Regions from separate parts of the Zea mays genome. Here region 1 is linked to region 2. A link is a contact called in public Hi-C data. All regions are on one chromosome and are shown on one strand. Each heading gives the region's core, a stretch centred on a gene start, on an enhancer-like site or on the middle of the called end of the contact. The rest is flanking DNA. Distances are from core to core; before and after follow the strand shown.

Evidence for each region. Hi-C and Micro-C count contacts between places; a contact is called where the count stands out from the background.
Region 1: a contact with region 2 is called in a Hi-C map of tassel, with 4 times the contacts expected there. The contact joins the enhancer-like site here to the promoter of LOC100275199 in region 2. A contact is called at or near these places in 4 of 25 Hi-C or Micro-C datasets (ear, leaf and tassel).

Annotation. Positions count from the first base shown.
Region 1 is chr9:49,798,320-49,802,303 of Zm-B73-REFERENCE-NAM-5.0, reverse strand. LOC100277914 reads left to right here. Exons shown (of 10, transcript NM_001279425.1): 10 at 1,997-2,350. The coding sequence ends at 2,087. Among protein-coding and RNA genes, the nearest start is that of LOC100277914, 26 kb to the left of the region's middle. Within about 2 kb of position 2,698, at least 6 of the 20 cell types and tissues checked have an H3K27ac peak or open chromatin away from gene starts, as enhancers often do. A contact at or near this core is called in ear and tassel, where this site is marked.
Region 2 is chr9:49,599,514-49,603,289 of Zm-B73-REFERENCE-NAM-5.0, reverse strand. LOC100275199 reads right to left here and starts at 1,759. Exons shown (of 1, transcript NM_001149347.1): 1 at 1,078-1,759. The coding sequence starts at 1,744. The coding sequence ends at 1,337.

The DNA.
Region 1 (3,984 bases), core at 1,449-3,948, 200 kb before region 2:
TTTGGAATATAACCATAACATAAATCTAACCTTGAGTTTGTAGATGAGGAAAAGCAAAAATGGGTGCCAAAGGTCTTTACTTTTTGGCTGCCCCTTCTCCTACTGCTTAGGGGCTTCAGCTAGGTTGTTTTAGTTTTTTGCTGTGTTATGGATCCCTACATGTATGCTTCTAGCCTTCGTAAGGAGTGTCTTGTATTTTGGGTCTTCTCGAGACCTTTTGTTTCCTTCCTCCTAATATATAAATGGGGCGCAATTCTCCTCTGCTTTTCAAGAAAAAACATAAATCTAACCATATTTTTTGAAATCAATATTTTAACTTTTTCGAAATTGATAACAAGTTTGAATTTAACGTTAAATTTTGACAAAGCTGACACCATTTTAATTTTTTTGAAAATATAATAAAACTAAAATATTTTCAAAATTAAAATTAAAATGTTGACATTTGTTTTTTAAAATTTAATATTAAATTAATTTTCATCAATCTTGAAATATTTTTAAGCTCAAAGTTAAAATATTGTTTTTTCAAAATTTATGATCGAATTTATGTTATGATTATATTCCAAACTTTCATATTAAAATACGGGCAAATTTATAATCAGTTAATAAAAAGTGGGGAAATGTTGCAAGGGTACAAACGTCTTTTTGTGGACTGAATTAACACCGTTAGGACTTGTTTGCGAGATGGGGATTGAGGGGGGGCTAAAATTCATTTCTGTTCAATTTTGAACAAATCCTCTCGTCTCTCCTACGACAAAGCACATGTCTAAGGTCAACCTTGGTTTTGGTCGGGTTCAAGGTTCTCATATGGCCTATGGTGCCGTTGTGTATGGTCACATGAGCTACAGGGCTGATGTGTATGAGTGGGGCAGTTCGAGGGTTTTCTCGACCTATATTTCTTAATTCAATGTTCGGGACTATCTTACCTCCTAGGCCGAGTTTTAAAACTCCAGAATCAATTTCTACTATATTGAACCATACCAAGCTTTTATGCTGGTAAATCTGCTCATCTGCATTTGTGTTAATTAAAGGAAATAGGGGTCCCTTGATGCAATTTTAATGCGAAAAATAATATACACGTTGTTTCAGTGACAGCACTATGCCGTTGATGTTTTCTAAGGCTTTGGTATCTAACTCAATCGTCAATCCATGTGTGTTTGGGTGGATTCGTGTGGATTTTAACTCAATTCCACATCATAATTCTATATCAATCCATCCCATCATATATGGATTGAGATGAATACATGGATTGAGGTGTTTACATGGACAAACCCTAAAATGTAAAATGTGTTGTCGTTGCTGGATACCAACTGTACAACATTTATCATCATATATGTATTGAGATGAATACATGGACTGAGGTTTTTACATGGACAAACCCTAAAATGTAAAATGTGTTGTCGGTGCTGGATACCAACTGTACAACATTTATCTATCTAGACTTGGTACTTTGGGGTATTTATAAGTTCACATTTAGGGCTTGTTTGGGAGCAAGGGTAATGGAGTGGATTGAGGGGCTAAAATCCCTTACTATTCAAAATTGAGGCGGTGTTTGGTTTCTAGGGACTAATTTTTAATCTCTCCATTTTATTCCATTTAGTCCCTAAACTAAAACTCTAGTTTAGTTTATTTATTTAGCAATTTAAGGACTAAAATAAAATAAAATAGAGGGACTAAAAATTAGTCCCTAGAAATCAAACACCCCCTGAATAGTAAGGAATTTTGGCCCCCTCAATCCACTCCATTACTCTTGTTTCCAAACAACCCCTTAAGGCCTAGTTTGAATACTTTGATATTAGAGTGTTTTGGAGGGATTGGAGAGGGTGTAAATCCCCAATAGATCAAATACTCTCTTAATACATCTCAATCCACTCCAATCCCACTCATTACTAGAGTACCTAAACTAGGCCTAATTTGTTGTATGGGTACTCTTGGGCTAAATTGAAAAGGAAAAAAAGATGTTTGGTACTGATCTTACACATATACCATCTTATTTCAGAACTTGGGTGGAAGATGAAGCAGCACATGTCCATGAACGAGCTGAGACACTTGAGAAGGCTTTGAGAAGATGGCGAATCCCAGAAGATTGATCCCTCCAAACTAACTGTGCTTTGCATTGGTAAAGTTTTGTTCAAAGTTTTTGGAGCTCATTGGCTCCAGAGCATCTACCATCTGAATAATTCTCAATAGAATGGAATGGTTGTGCCTTAATGTTCCTTGCGATGGTTTATTTTCCTTTAGTACATCTTGACATCTTGTCCACATTCTGAGGGAACACTGGCACCTGGAAACCTTTTCCCCATACTTTTTCCGCAATCAATGTAGATATTTTCATGCCTTGGTGTTTTAGCTGTTCTCATCAAGTCTAAACTGGATCTTGGTACATTGGTGTATAGTTAAGTGAAACAGTGCAGCTTGGAAGGATGTTTGCCCCTTCCAATTTTTTGCTATAGTCTTGTCTTCAAGAAATTAAGATACGGTAGCTGGTCTTGTTCACTGTTCAAGTAGACAAACATACTAAAACCCTAAACCCTAAAACTGATTCGACAAAACTATGTATACTTATACTCGCTCTCCCTCTTGTAAATTGTAAGTTTTTTTTATAAAGATAGATTCCTTTTGATCAAGTCTAGTTAGGCTACCCGCGACGCTTCCCGCGGCTGCCCCCCCCCCCCTCGCAATAGGCAGCCGCTAGACGCCGCACCACTGCCCCCCTCTCCTTCGCTGGATGCAGCGTGCGCTCGTTTCCTCTCCCTTCTGCTGTGTTATGGGTCCGCGATTAATTGTTAGTAAATGAAAAATTGATATGAGATGAAAAGTAGGTATAGAAAATGATATTTTATGGTTGTAGTGTGGTATATGGGGATAAAATAGGGGGAACCGCTGCTGGAGATGAAAAAATAGGGGATGAAATGTTGATAATGTGACATAAAAAAATTATATAGAGAAAAAAATTTAAAGGAAACCGCTGCGGATAGCCTTAGAACCCTAGAAAACAAGTGTATCACCCTAGGCTTGGAAATGGAAGGGTAAAATTTTATTCTGACTTAATCGTTTTTCACATTTGATGAAACTGTTTTTGTAGTTGCGAAAAAGAATTTCGGAAACGAGGCAGAAACGTGAGTGTCTACCTCACTCGTTTTTGTGGATCCATTTTTAGCTGGGTTACCTATATTTATCCCGTATTTAAGAAACCAAAATTGTCTTAATATGCATTGGTGTATTAGCTAAAGTTTATCAAAATTGTCTTAATATGTATTAGTGTATTAGCTAAAGTTTATCCTGTTTTTAGCTGGGTTACATGTATTTATCCTGTATTTAAGAAACCAAAATCGTCTTAATATACAATAGTGTATTAGCTAAAGTTTCACATCGTGATAAATTATAGCACAAAATGTCATTCTAGCCATTCACTCTTCTCAATGTCAAGTGGTTTAATGGCTCAAAGAACAATGACCATAGTATATGTACACCACTGACAAGCAAACAACAACAAAATGTTTTCTCTGTATCTATTTGTTTTATGTTGTTGCTCGATGTAGGTTTTTCCATCCATTTCCTTTAGTTTTTATCTCTATTAGACCCTCAAAAAATAATCGGGTCGAATTTCTTGTTCTCTCCTTCGTTCTCCTAACTTTTTTCTTCCAAATATTCTCTCTCATAGTTCACCGTCTTGCCCATGAGTCCATGGGCGCGACGACCACCATGTTGGCAGCAGGTAGGCCCATGAGCCTAGCGACGAAGATGTGTATCGTGGCGGTCGGGGAGGCATGCGAGCCCTGGTAGCTTGATGACCGGCGAGGTGCTAGCGTAGCGTCCTCACCTACTCCCCACGAACCGCGCATGCTCATGCAGCCATCTTAGTGTTCTCCATGTGTTTTTCCCAATCACTATAACAATCTACCAAGTAGATTGGAACGTGGCTTGTCAAAGAGTTGATGAGCACTAGAGGCTGGTACAGTGCAGGATGAGGCGGGTTGTTAGTCA
Region 2 (3,776 bases), core at 510-3,009:
AGAATGTGACATTCCACAACTTTCCAAAGTTTATATATAACCCTATCTCAAATTCCTGAGGTGAGAGATGGAAATTGATTCTGTAGATTTACATGCTACCTTTCTAATGTACAATTTATAACACACTCTTCTACTTGCTTCTCTATAGCATAAATATAGTGTATAACTATCTCTCTCATATGATTTAGGATAATATACAAATATAATACATATACAAATATATTAACTTAACTAGTTTTGTCTAAATTATGATTATTAGAATGGAATTCAATTCCAACAAAACATACAGGCCTTTATAGAAAGTCTAGGATCACTTATTTTGGATGTCTAAGTCTGTAGTTATGAATTTTTGAAGGAGTCTAAATCAGTCCAAATCTAGACAGAGCTGTAATTTTAGCACTAATTGACTTTGCTAAGTGTTTAATCACATTGATATTACAATACCAAAGTTGTAGATCATTTCTTAGGCTTTCCAGAAAGTATTTGCTCACTATTGTTGGATGAATATCTTTTGAGTAATGATTGAAACAAGTAACTGTTGTGCTGCTGTCCTAAACATGTTGGTTGTGGTTGCTCTACTATATTGTCTTGCTTAAGTATGATTGATAGTCTTACTTTATAGTGTTTATGGTAATAGATTCAGGTAGTTGATGACATGTTACCATTGTCTTATACTTGTGCTGCTAATCTTGAATATTACCGAATAATTAACCTCATTAAAGTAATATAATATGTAATTATGATTAAACTACCTCCTCCTACGTGTTCTCTTTGGTGTATGCTTGCATTAGAATATTGTGAAGGATTGTAGAACCCGATTAAGTGATTATTTCTTTTTAGCTAAGTCTGCATATAGGACCTGTATATATACCTTAAGGTTTGTTCGTTTTGCTCTTAATATTCATGTGAATTGGGTGGGATTGGGTGAGTTTGAATCCCAAACAAGTCAAAATTTATCACAATTTTTCCAATTCCATCTAATCCACATGAAATAGGAATAACCGAAAAAAGCCTAATTTGTACAATGCACTTATACTCAGTTTCATGATCATATTATGAATAATGTACGCGTAGACGTAGTACATAATTAAAGTAATAGCTCTGCTATAGGTCGTCGTATTTACCTGTGGTGTGTGTAATTAATCAACTTTTTTGGTAGCAAGAGTATACAGTGCATTTTCAATTCATTTCCGAGAGCACGTATGTAGGGGCCAATCATACACTAGAAAGAGAGAGGAAGACGACGTGGGGCGCGCGCGACCGATGGTCGACCACACACATATATGATGCACGCGCGCGCGCCGTGCGTGCACGTACGGTGGTGGATATCTATCGATCATCTGGAGGCGAGCATCATGGCGACGGTGCATGATCCGGCGGGTGAGGCTGACGGGAAGGGCAGCGCGCGGCGACCGTGGTGGTGGCAGCCGATGAGGTAGAGCGCGAGGCGCTTCTTGGCCCTGCGTAGCAGCAGCAGCTTGTCCTCCCCCCACTCCGTGACGGCCGCCACCATCTTGCTCTTCCACCGCCTGCTGCCGCAGCACTCGTCGCCGTCGGCGGCATCCTGGCCGTCCTGCTTGTCGTCGTCGTCGTCGTCCCGCGAGGGCGACCAGTCCCACTGCAGCGGGTAGCTGCGCAGGAAGACTCGCCTGGTGCTGTAGTCCTCGTAGCGGAAGCTCCTGGTCAGCTTCGTTTCCTCGCCGGCCTCCTTGGATATCCTCCTGTCCGTGTGATGATCCTCCATCTATCTGTCCTGGTTGGTATGGCCGTGTAAGGTCAGGTGTATATATGGGCTCTTCCTTGGATACACCAGAACAGATTTGAGCTCGTCGCCTTTTGGTTCCTGTATCTTTTATCTCTTGTTCCTTTTCATATAAAAAGGGACAGACAGAGAGAGAAGCAAAACAAATTAAGATTTCTCATTGTGTGATGGGCATGGCACGGAGATGCTTTGCATTGTTAGAGTAGTAGTCTCTGCGAGAGGAGGAGGAGGATTTGCTTTACCGGTAAGCTGATGGCGACTCGTGCCGCATTATTTAGTTGCCTGATGAACATATGCGACGACCGTCCAGCTTTTAATCTGGTGCCCGGCCCTCATGTTCGTGTTGCCAAACCGGATGCTTAGCTTACTGGTATGTTGACAGAAACATTGAGACCGGCAACAAGTGAGCTAGCTCCACGTCAGCAATGCTTGCCACTTGTCTGCAGCTACAAGAAAAAGTGATGAGCTGTTCTTCCCGTGTCGAACTACAACAAGTGCAGGGAGGTTTAATCTCCGCCCTGTAGAAAAAGAAGATAAAGCAAGGTAATAATGGATGCTACGTCATGCATGGATGGGCATTCAGTATCCTAGTAGCTGCTTTTTTTCGCTTTGGCAAATCCCGTGGCTCTCCAGGTCGGGCTTTTCGGCCGGGGGATAGCGTACGCACATGCCCCTGCCGCTGCTCCATGCGGAGAAACTAAAGCAGAGGTCTGCGTGGTGGCAAAGCCGTCCATGTCTTTTTTTTTAGTTTCTGCAGTCGAAACCATTCCGATCCTTGTGGCCTTTCTTTTTTTTTTCTACTCTAATTTTGATGTACGTGTATGTATATAGTGTTGGACTTATCTGCCACGGTGATTAACCTCGACAGCAGCATGGCTGTCCGTTCGGATTACGGAACGTACGAGACAGCGACGGGGATATGAGCTGCTGCTGAGACTTACCAGGATATGCGAGCTGAGTCTGCCTACCGTGTCTATGGTTACAGCCACCCTATCAGCCGAGAACAGACCTTTTTTAAAAAAAACTTGGCAAAAGATTCGATTGTCAAATTTAGTAGGCATATATCCATGCGTTATTACGGGATCAATATAATAAAATATATTAATATATAAAACACTAATTATTATTCTATAGTTTTATCAGCATTATTAAAAATAAATATTTATATATCTTAAAAGATATAGTAAGGTGCAACGACCGACGGCCCAATCGAGCCTGTTGGGCACGGCGAAACCACGCCCAAATCGCGGTTCCGGCTATCTCAGACTCGGTGTTTACCTTTGTCTTGAGCCTCTTTGTGTTCTCCGCAGAGAAATGGAAGAAACATTCCTGCACCAGCGTGTACTCGGATGGCCGGACGATGTCCTCCAGCTTGCTAAAGGGTAGAGGCATCTGTCCAGCACTGGCGGCTGTGTCCTGTGTGGACAGCGTAGGGAGGGAGGCCACGAGTGCTTCCATATTCAGCAGCCCGCCGTTCAGCAGGAACAAGGACAACACGACTGTTGGTGACCTCAGGAGCCATGGCATGAATGAATTTGGTGCATTCGCCATTGCAGCTGAGAGTGATGGCGGGCTTTGGACTTGCAACACCGTCTACGATCTCTGAGGCAGCGAGACAGCCAGCAGCCAATGGGTAGAAATGGCCTAGCAGGCTAGCGAAGGACGAAGCAAGGTCATCGACGAGTTGTGCACCTCCTTTTCTGGGCTTGAGCAGGAGGATCCCCTTCTGGATGTGGCATGATCAGAGGGACGATCCCATGAAGTCAAGTGAATGATCTCTGGCTCTGACTTGCAACACAGAGTACTATTTTATTAATATTGGTTATGAGCTACTGCAGTTTTGCATAATATAATGGAAATAAATATTTTAATACCAAGAAACTATACAGACATAGTAATCAATGGATACACGGGAAGGACAGAGAAAAACAAACACATCGATTGTGGGATAGGCTAAAGCTAACAACAGCCCCCCTGTGACCGTGTCCAAAAAAACTACTGAGATACTAAATAT